Linked DNA regions of Hordeum vulgare: region 2 is linked to region 1. A link is a contact called in public Hi-C data. All regions are on one chromosome and are shown on one strand. Each heading gives the region's core, a stretch centred on a gene start, on an enhancer-like site or on the middle of the called end of the contact. The rest is flanking DNA. Distances are from core to core; before and after follow the strand shown.

Evidence for each region. A called contact is a pair of places that touch in the nucleus more often than the background predicts.
Region 2: a contact with region 1 is called in a Hi-C map of leaf, with 10 times the contacts expected there. The contact joins the promoter of LOC123402798 here to the promoter of LOC123401058 in region 1. A contact is called at or near these places in 2 of 6 Hi-C or Micro-C datasets (leaf and seedling) and 1 of 1 datasets of contacts at active chromatin or transcription factors (embryo).

Annotation. Positions count from the first base shown.
Region 1 is chr6H:483,294,857-483,300,140 of MorexV3_pseudomolecules_assembly, forward strand. It overlaps LOC123401058 (probable amino acid permease 7), which reads left to right and starts at 2,207. Exons shown (of 4, transcript XM_045094771.1): 1 at 2,207-2,533; 2 at 3,534-3,627; 3 at 3,723-3,958; 4 at 4,038-5,021. The coding sequence starts at 2,419. The coding sequence ends at 4,756. LOC123401059 (ADP-ribosylation factor GTPase-activating protein AGD12-like) reads right to left here. Exons shown (of 9, transcript XM_045094772.1): 9 at 4,911-5,284. The coding sequence ends at 5,135.
Region 2 is chr6H:483,511,348-483,517,290 of MorexV3_pseudomolecules_assembly, forward strand. LOC123402798 (ethylene receptor 4-like) reads right to left here and starts at 2,688. Exons shown (of 2, transcript XM_045096758.1): 1 at 765-2,688; 2 at 1-676. The coding sequence starts at 2,405. The coding sequence ends at 149.

The DNA.
Region 1 (5,284 bases), core at 957-3,456:
TTGGTGGAGCCCTCCGTGGACTCTCACAGCCGTTACCCTTCGAGGGTTGAAGTCTCCACTAACGTGGATGTACGATAGCACCACCTATCGGAACCACGCCAAAAATCACCGTGTTCAACTTTGCGTTTGATCTTCTAAACTCTACTCATTACTACATGTGCAATGTCTTTACTTTTCGCTGCCATATATGTTGACTAGCATGTGTAGGGTGCACTAGACTTATTATAATTGCTAAAATATGCCAACCACTAAAATTGGGAAAAGGCTAGGGTTTTAATTTGGTCAAGTAGTCTATTCACCCCCTCCCCCTCTAGACACACCTTCTATCGATCCCTCAACTATGCAACCATCAGGAAGGAGAATGTCGTCCACGAGATTGGCCACTAGGACACCCCCAGAGTTAGCGGTGCGCGCATAGGATGCAAAGGCAATTGAGTATCGTAAGGAAAAAGTGATTCTGAAATTCCCTGATTGTCGTGAGTACGCATAGTTCCTCGCGCCGGAAAACATAAAGATATGCACTAGGGCTGAGGAGAAGGAGAACCTCCAGGCCGAGCAACAGTTGTTTGACCCATTAGTGATGGAGCTTGCGAGAGACGATAAACTCTTAAAGACCATCAAGATGATGCTCTTTCAGTATGCGGTGAGGAAGATCGCAGAGGAGGATCCCATAGATTGGGATAAGCTCGCGGCATGGGACGAGGAGGAGGAGGTGGTGGTGCAACTGTTGCAGCGTTGTCGTAGGTCCACCAGAGACGACCATGAGGCCGGCCCCTCTGTCCAGTAGCTTGCTAGATGGACGTAACACTAGCTATTTCGTATATGAATGAGTGGTTAACTTTATGCATGCCACTATATGTTTGAATCGTCTGTAGAATTGCTAAAATCACTAGTATATGTACTATTTTGATGTGTTAGTTATTTAGTTTAATGATTTATGCTTACTTTGGTCAAGGATATTGACGGCAGTAAATGGATGCTTCGTGTGAGAACTATGGTGCTTTGAGAAGTCAAAAGGATAGGAGGTTCGTGATCGATCTTCTAAAAGACGTCATCACTAAGATGGTATATATATGATTTAGTTCAACATGGTCTGATTAAGTTTCATATGGTACGATTGTGGTTGAAATTGTTTAACTAGTTTTTTTTAAAAAAATTCTCAGGTCATCCCTTGCGCGCAAGGCGTGACTTCTTAGAGAAGTCTCGAGTTTCGTTTGATGCAACCATCACATTCTAATGCACCCTTATGAAGATGTTGACGACCCAACGCTTCAATTATCTTGTCACCAACGAGTCAGACCGCACCTATTTCAGTTGCCCTGATTGGACAGCTATTGCAACTGCTTACGAGATGAAAGCTGGGGAGAGAGCCACGTTCTACCTTGATTACGACCATGACGAGATCATGGTCTACTACAGCCCTGCTGACAACAATGATGATGGTCCACTTACTCCAGACTATGATCCTAACGCCGCCCGCCGAAATGTTGAGTTAGCTAGCTAGTAGGCATGCATGCATGGCATTCTCATGTTGTTACCACCTCTTGTTTAGTTGAACTTGTGTACTTGTGTTAATTGACTATTTTTGAAACTTTTTTGAATAAATAGATACTATTGAAACTTAGATTCTGATATTTGCATTGTACTTAATTACCGTTCTAAAACTTTGATTATACTGTCATTTTGATTGGATCATGCTACTGTATAGATTTAGTTTAAATTTGAAAATGAAATTGCTGGCGTTGCACCGGCACGCAATGTTACTACTAATGTATATTAATGTTGGTGTTAACCACGTGGCACGCTATAAACATATAAAATACTATTGACGTAGTCTCTAACAACGGTAATATTTTTTAACAGTGACGTCATATGGATGGCATCGAGTGTTCACGTTAGCAAGATCATTTTTGCCATGCCATATCTAAGCTTTTCTGCACTAGTGCGAAGACATAGACTATCCTAACAAACATGTCCAAAACATCACAACAATAATCCAAAATGATTTGCAAAAAAATGACTAAGCAGAAAATCGACATATGATACAGTCGTATCCACCATGTACCATGAAGTTATTCTCCTCTTTTTTCTGTTTCTCAGCTTTACAAAAAGGGTTGCTTTTTTTTAGTAGACAGAGTCCACTAGATCCATTCTTCATTAAACAGCAGATGGTACTCCAGTATTCAACTGCGGTCCAGGAACTGATGCGGTGGACTGCGGATTGGGACTGCCGGAGGTGCCCGCCATCAGCACCCAACTGACGTATCATATTGTTTTGTACCGTAGTTTTCAACTACCAAACCAACCAGCACAAGGGATTAGAAATATTTCGTTTCTTCTTACTTATATATGAAGCTCATGTGCACAAGTCTCGTATGGAAGGATAGGAGGAACAGGAAACGGAAATAGAGGAAGACCATGGGAGGAGGACGAACAGGAAGAGGAAGAGGCGACCGCCAAGCAGAGCCGCTGCTCGACAAGCTCTCGGGATCCTCTTACGATTTATCCGAGGAGCATCCAGTGAAAAGAACCGGTAAGTCCCTGCATCAAGATTACAATTACATACCTTGCTTTTATACTACTAGACAGATAATTCGTCAGAAGCTACGTATATCATGAGCTTCCAAGTTCCAAACCCAGACCCATGTCTGAAACTTTTGGTTTTTATGTGTTCTTTGCGGTTTGCACCATCCATCCAGCCAGCCATATAGTTTGCTGTTCCACATGATCCATAAACTACAAAAGTGACTATCTGAATCTATATCATACATGTAAATGCCCATGAAAGAAATCTGCCATGGAATACTCAAAGCATGTAGAGGAGACACATTCATGTCATTTACACATCCGGTTCGGTGGTGCTCAGGTTTCAGCGAGAAACTAAAAGCTGCACATCACTGTCAATGATGACACCACCGTAAAAAAAACTGTCAATGATGACACTGGGTTCCACCCTGGGCCTGGCCGGCCACAACAGCGACGCGAAAGCCATTAACCACAATTCCAAAACATATCGCAACTGCTCCTCCGCGTGCCCCTCTCAGGATGACTTCACATACCTCCGCGTGAACCGTCACTTTTGCTTGCACGGCCAGACAATAGGCAGGCACGATGTCTGATTGTGTATGCGTTGCGTGCATTCCACCGACGGGGAGTTTTGATTTGCGGAGCTTCTCTGACAGGCACGGTATGGACGGCGATGGCGCACGTCATCACGGCGGTGATAGGCTCCGGCGTGCTGTCGCTAGCGTGGAGCGTGGCGCAGCTCGGCTGGGTCGGGGGGCCGGCGGCCATGGTGCTCTTCGCCGGGGTCACCGTGGTGCAGTCCTCCCTGCTCGCCGACTGCTACATCTCCCGCGACCCGGAGCGCGGCGCCGCCGTCAGGAACAGGTCTTACGTCGACGCCGTCAAGCTCTACTTAGGTGATCATGCATTCATGGCACATCATTATATATCCGGACCTTATCTTTGCAAGAAAACATTTCATCGATTCCTTACAAGAAAGCATTTCATAAATGTGCGTGCGTGTGCAGGCGAGAAGAGCCAGGTGTTGAGCGGGGTTTTCCTCGGCTTCAGCTTGTTTGGGAACAGCGTGGTGTACACTCTCACCTCGGCGGCTAGTATGAGGTAACCAATAAACTTGTGACCACATTTTTTTTTAAACTTTTTTGGGCGGGTAAACTCGTGATTACTTGGCCATTACTAGTAGGAGTATTTTGCAGGGCGATTGAGAGAGCCAACTGCTACCACAGGGAAGGCCACGGCGCGCCGTGCTGCGCCGCCGCCGGCGGCGGCGGGTCGTCGGACGCCTACTACATGCTCATGTTCGGCCTCGCACAGGCGGCGCTGTCGCAGATACCGGACTTCCACAGCATGGCGTGGCTCTCCGTCTTCGCCGCCGCCATGTCCTTCTCCTACTCCTTCATCGGCTTCGGCCTCGGCGCCGCCAAAGTGATCGGTACACACGCCATGGCACAATGCTTTGCTCCCGCCCACACGTACGTGCGTATCATGACATCTGCCTCGATTTCTTTCAGATAATGGAGTGATCAAGGGGGCGATCGGAGGCGTTTCCCTGGTGTCGCCGACGCAGAAGGTGTGGCGCGTGGCGCAGGCCCTGGGGGACATCGCCTTCGCCTACCCTTTCTCCCTGGTGCTGCTGGAGATCGAGGACACGCTGGGGTCGCCGCCGGCGGAGAGCGAGACGATGAAGGCGGCGTCGAGGGCTAGCATCGCGGTCACCACCTTCTTCTATCTCGGCTGCGGGTGCTTCGGCTACGCGGCGTTCGGGGATGGCACCCCGGGGAACCTCCTCGCCGGCTTCGGGGAGCCCTACTGGCTCGTCGGCCTCGCCAACCTCTGCGTCGTCCTCCACCTCCTCGGCGGCTACCAGGTGTACGCGCAGCCCATGTTCGCGCTCGTGGAGCGGCGGTTCGGCGCCGGCGTCGCGGAGATACCGCTGCTCGGCCGCGTGACCGTGGCTAGGCTGTGCTTCCGCACGGCGAACGTGGCGGCGGCGACGGCGGTGGCCGTGTGGTTCCCCTACTTCAACCAGGTGGTGGGGCTCATCGGCGCCTTCACCTTCTGGCCGCTGGCCATCCACTTCCCCGTCCAGATGTACCTGGCGCAGGGCAAGGTGGCCCCATGGACGCGGCGGTGGATCGCCATCCAGGCCTTCAGCGCCGCCTGCCTGATCGCCTGCGGCTTCGCCTCCGTTGGCTCTGCCATGGGGGTGTTCAGCCCAGAGAGAAGCTAGCAAAGATCAACCGTGCCAAAAAAAAATGTGGCCAATTCATGTACATACATGCGTTTCAATCACTTGATTTTCTTCAGCTGGCAACTGCATCTAAATGGGCATGAAAAGATCCAAAGGGGAACATGCCAGAGGTATTTTTAGCACCAGTGTGACATTAGCAAACACGGGAGTTTTTAGCCTCATCTCTGCACAATACATGTGTCCTTTTAATGTGACAATACAACATGCCGAATCACATGGAGTACATCTGGCAAATTACAAGACATTGTACAGCCTTCATTTTTACACATTTCGGCCATGAGGAAAAGCTAAGCTTCATTAACTAGATATGTTTTGAAGCCATCCAGCATAAAGGGCAAAAGGATACAGCGAGGCTTATTAATCTAGACGAGACCATTCCAGTTCTAACTCCATCTCACCTGATTCTACGTTCTGCAGCTTTAGGTTCACTTCCTGTTTTACCTTTCCCGACGAAATATTGACAATGCTGTCGCTCAACAGGCAATTGTCTCTGGTCATGAACCACCT
Region 2 (5,943 bases), core at 1,438-3,937, 220 kb after region 1:
GGGTTTAACATACTGTACATACTACCTCTGAATATTTTATTCGTGCTCCAGACCGGGGCATCCGGGGCGGCTAAGCCGTGCTAGTTACAAAACCTACTTGCCATCGTGATGGACTCGTGGTGCATCCCTCAGCTCACCTCAGCGTCACCTAATTCTTCTGAAGGGCTGCTGCAGCGAGCTGAGCTCCGAGCGCCGCCAGCGTGATGGGCTTCTGTATGACGCCATTTATCCCCGAGCGCTGGCACACCTCGCGGACGCGGTCGTCCACGTCGCCGACCGCGAGAGCGGCGAGCACGAGCAGCCAGCCGCCGTTCCCCAGCTCGCCGATCCGGAGCGCCACCTCGAGCACGTCCTCCATCGACGTGGTCGCGGCGTGCTTGTCGAGGTCGAGGAGCACCAGCTGGAAGCACGGCCCGGCGCTCTCCAGCAGGTGCAGGCAGTGGTCTCCCGACGGCACCGGCATCACCTGGCACCCGAGCCTCTGCAGGAGCATCCGGGTCACCTGCCGGCTCGTGCCGTCGCTGTCCGCGAGCAGGACCCTCAGGCCGTCCAAGCGAGGGACGGGCGGCGTCGACGTCCATCGGCGCGCGCCCGGCTGCTGCACCTGGAACTGCAGGACGACGGTGACGGTGCTTCCTCCGTCCGATCCCGACGAGCGCATGCTGCCGTTCATCACCTGAAGAAGAAAAACCAGAAGCAGCAGATCGAATCATTCGCCCGGACCATCATCATACTCCTTCTCATCAGTTTTGCTGCACTTTTACCTGCACGATCTTGTTGCACATGCCGAAGCTAAGCCCCATGTCGGGGCTGGCCGATCGACGGGGAGATTTCGTTTCCATCCCAGCCTGAAACTTGACGCGTACGCTGCAACCTGCAGATGGTCGCATCGGGATCCAGTCCCGGCTCTGCCTCTCCTCTTCGTCCACATTGCAACTCTCGACGGAGAACGTGAGGCGGCCCGGCGCCGCGCCATTGCGACGGCGATTTAGCAGAGTGGCCACCACGTGCAGCAGGAGATGGAACGCCCTCGTCTCGTCGCCGACCACCCACTCGGGCAGAGGCAGGGAATTCTCCGAGTGGTACGAGAATTCAACGCCGCTGCAGCCGGACATGCATCGCGCGACGGCCATGGCCTCCCTGACCAGCGCGTGGAGCCCGAACGGCACGCGGCTCCTCGTCAGCGTCCCCGCGTCGGCGTCGTTCGCCAGCGCCAGCGTGAGCGCGCTTGTCCGGGCGATGGCGTCCACGACGAGCCTCTGCTCGGGCCGCATGCCGTCGGCGGCGGCGTGCTGCAGCATGGAGAGCAGCCCGATGACGGAGTGCATCTGCCTCTGCATGGCCCCGCACATGGCGCTCTGGACGGAGTGGATGCCCGTGGTCGCCGTCGCCGCTTCGTGCTTCGCATGCAGCACGGCCCTGTGCTGATCGGCGAGCCTGTCCCGGATCGACTGCCACTCCTCGAGCACCGCCGCGTGAGAGAGTGCCACGGCGATCTGGTCGGCGACGACCTCCACGATCTCGAGGTCTTGGCTGCTCCATCGTCCCGTGTCGGCCAGAACCAGCACCAAGATGGCGTACGAGCTCGCCTCCGGTGTCTTTCCACCGTCGAAATTGGAGACCTTGAGCATGGGCATCCGTATGGCAGCCACGGCTCCCGGAGGATGCAGGCCGCCGCCGCTCGCCGCTGCAAGCGCCGATCCCGGCCGGAGCACCTTCGCGGCCACGACGGACATTACGTCGACCACGTCAGGGTCGTCGGCGGGGATAGGGGCCTGCGAGCCCAGCATGACAGCGCCCTTGTCTCTGAGGCTCAGCTTGTGTACCAGCTGGAGGACGTCGCCGGACACGGTCACCCAGACGGCACAGCTGTGGAGCGCAAGCGCGTCGGCGAGGTGTAGCATGGTAGTGTGCAGGATGGCGTGATGATCCAGCGGGGAGTCGCGGATGTGCCGGGAGAGCATGCGGACGACGCGGGAGGTGGCCTCGACGCGGCGGCGGATGAGGCCGACGTCGCGGTCGAGCTGGCGCGCCTTGGCGCGGAGCAGGGCCTCGCGGAGCTTGGCGCGGATGAGGCGCGGGATGAAGGTGAGGAGCGAGAGCGCGGTGGCCAAGGAGACGAGCGCGGCGAGGAGCTTGGCTGCGGTGGAGGCGAGGAGGAGGCCGGAGGAGTGCGGGTGGTGGTGGCCGAGGACGGCGAGCAGGTGGACGGCGCCGCCGAGCACGGCGAAGGCGGCGAGCTGGAGCAGCAGCCACTTGACGGGCGCGAGGTCGGCGCAGGAGGCGAAGTAGAGCAGCTCGAGCGGGATGGAGAGGTAGGAGGCGGCGATGAGGAAGTCGCTCACCTTCTGGCACTGCAGCATCGCGTCCGCCGCGCCGTCGCACCCGTCGCCGCATCGCGGCATCGGCGTCTGCTTCTGGCCTGCAGTCCGGCGGATCCCGGCCAGTCAATCAGCCGAACGCGCGCACGTGCGGTGCATGGGAGGGAAGGTTTTGATTCTCGAGAGTGGCGTGCGGTGGAGCAGCGGGGGGAGAAGAGAAAGGGGATTCCGGCACTCCGGCGTGGTGGTGGCGGTGCGGTGGAGTGGAGGGGATCAGAGCGGCCATGGGAAGGCGTGCATGCCGCGCTTGGCTTGACAAGTGTTGCCTCCGCGAGGGCTGCATGCTTCGCTCAGCTTGACAAGTGTCGCCGACGCTGACATGCGCCGATGCGCGGATGCACCGCTGTGACTGGAGTGTATCTTTATCTTTTCAGAGGAAACCGCTCTGACTCTGAGCAACGGACATTTTTTTTCGCAGCGAATCTCTCCCACCAAACCTATATTTCGCGCGCGGCAAGACCAGCTATCGTCTCGCCTCTGGTGAGATGCTAGCGGGCTGGTCCAATACTGTCTCTCCGTGAGCAATTATCAAGGGCTTCTTTGCAATGGTTTGGATAATTTGTACTCCTAAAAGTTTTCGTGTGGTATTATCTTTCACTTTTTTCTATATTTTTCGTAGGTTTTCTTCATTTTTTCACGTTTTTTTATTTTTATCAAAGAAATGTTTGCTTGTTTTCTAATGCATTTTTATTTTTTAATAAATATTGAACAATTTAATTTTTTCAACATCGAGTATACTTTTTACACCAATTGAAAAAAAATACAATATATGATCAGCATTTTTAAATATATGTTTGAATTTTTCAGAAACATGCAAAACGTTTTTAAAATACACGTCAAACATTTTTTAACTGAAATAAAACATATTTTAACACTACATGTACTATTTTACATTTTATAATATATTTTTATATATATCGTGAATATATCCTTGAAAGAGTTTAACATTTTTTTAATGTCACTAACATTTTTTTGAAAGATATGAAACATTTTATTATGTTTCATGAAGAATGTTTTTACATTTTAAAGAAATTTGTTTTTACATAATGTGACGAAAATATTTTTTAATGCATAATCTGTCTGATGTCACAAAACATTTCTTTAAAATTGTAAACATTTATTTATATTGTGCAAACTTTTTTAGAATGTTACACACATTTTTTCGAAACATTTGAGGATTTTAAAAGTCAGGAGTTTTTAATTCAATCGAGTTTTTAGTGAAAAGCATTATGTTTACAGTGCATGAACATTTTTTAATGTGTAATGAATGCTTTTAGAAACTTAAGAAGTTAGTCTCTGAAATATATGAAATTCAAATATTTGAATAATATGTAAAAAATATAAAAGAAAAGAAAATAATGAATGAAGCAAACCACGGGTCCCTAATGGGAATACTCACTAGAGCAGTAGAGCCTGACCTTAGGCGAGGACACACTTTATCATGCAGTATGCGAGATATAGCGGCTGTCCTATCCCTTCATCTAATTCATCCAACCCAATGTCAGAGTTTCACAAACTACATGCGGGGCCTTTCTTGTGACTACTCTATGGTCGACAACCCAACGTTGAGACTGGTGTGTGTTGTAGTATTTTGGGATTTTATAAAGCAAAGGCTTATGATCCATTTCATAAATAAAGTCAGAAATATCAAAATTAACCATACAACAACATCTAGCAAAGAGAAAAAGAAATACAAAGGTCCAAAAAAGGATCACACCGGACTAGCACCAAAAAGATAAATACTAAAGAACAAGCTCAGGAGCAGGTCAAAGAATGATCAACGGCACATGTCTCATGGTTAATGTAAGTGCATCTAGTGGCCCCATGTGTTTTGGGTGATAAATAACAAAAGTGTCAAGGGACTAGCGTGTTTGTGAACAACATAGATGAAAGTGCATGACGGTTTGGTTTAACCAGCGGGCTATGACTACTACAAATGTTGTCATGATATTGAAGAATTCGGCTTGTCGTATAAATAATTGAGGCTTAAAGAATTGTAATTCTTCGTTTGTTTATTTTATTCTTTTGTGTGTAGGACAAACTATACCCTATGTGACAGTGACCCGATCTTTCGATGAGAGTGGGGATAACTATCGATTTGGTGAATTTTGACCTTGACTATTCGGCTATATCGTACCAGACGATATGCCTCGACAATCGCTAAACCAATCTCCGATGGTGATTGACCTTGTCGCAGGCACGATCAACCCGAACAACGAGGTTTGAGTTCCTGCAAGCAACCAAAAAACCAGCAAGAACAATGGTGATTTTAATCTGAAATTGTGGATAATAAACTAAGCACACAAACTAGATGACAAGTTGGGTTTCACTATGTATCGTGGGTACAAGTCTGACAGTAGAAGTATAGGGTACGAAAGTATGGGCAGAGCCTTAGCTACGGCGAGGATGTATGAGTTCAGGCCCCTCTACGGTGGAGGTAAAAGCCCTACGTCTCAGTGCTCTTGGGAGCTTTGTGTCGAGTGGATTATAGGATTACAGCAAGTGCCAACCCTTGCACCGGTGGGGAAGGGCGGCTTATATAGAGTGTGTTGCCCTTCATAATGGCCCGGTGAACAGGGATGGAATAGTGGCGAGTAAATGCTTACGTTACAGGTAACGTAAGCTTTAAATGCTAATAATGGTGTATGAAAACGTATGACCGTTGCCCTCCTCGAAGGTTACGATGTACAGAGTGGATTTCTGTCGGTACGTTAGATACGCTCCGAGTGGATCGTCGCCGACTGGATGATGGGGGCGTCTTTAGTTCAGTCGGAACTATCTAAGGGCCTTGCCTTCTATGAAGGGTAGTCCTTGGGTAGGACCTATAGGGCAGACCTATGACCCTACCCTGGGACTATAACCCCATCATTAGTCCCCGAATGGATCGGGGTTGGAACGATGAAGTGATGTCTCGGGTATGGAACCGACTAGTATTGAGGTGACTTTAGCGTTGTTTGCCTCGATCCATTTTATCCTTTCAACCAGTGATGTGAGTGAATATACCAGTGAAACGAACTGTCAGGGACCGAGTGCTTCCGCGGAATCTTTCGATGTGACTGGTCAAACTGACAGCGCCGGATTTTCCGGGATCCTCAAATTTCGGTTGTCGCGCGCTCAGCGGGGATGACGACATCGCCATCGAGTAGGTTTTGCCTCCTCGATTACCGCGCCGTTATCTTCTCCACTAATCTTGCAGCGGCCGGTTGGGGGGATAAGATCCTGGGTCCACCTGTAAGTGACCCAGTCGGAAGCCTATTTAAGCCTCCCCGGCGGGATTTCCTGTTGCGGTGCTCATCCTCCTCTCATTAATCTCGCTCCTCCCGCAGCTCTGTGCACACCTCAAGCCACCTCCTTCTCCTCGTCCTCTGCGGATCCGTCGCCCTCGCCATGACGAAGGGGCAGACCAGCAAGCTCGAGGCACAGAAGAAGAAGAAGAAGAAGGGGGGAGCCTCCACTCAGCGGCGGCAGCGGGCGCTGCCGGCAGGATGGATCCAGGGGGATTTCCTCCCCTCCTCGGTGACGGAGAACGACGTGCTGGAGCTGGTGGAGCATGGCATGGTCG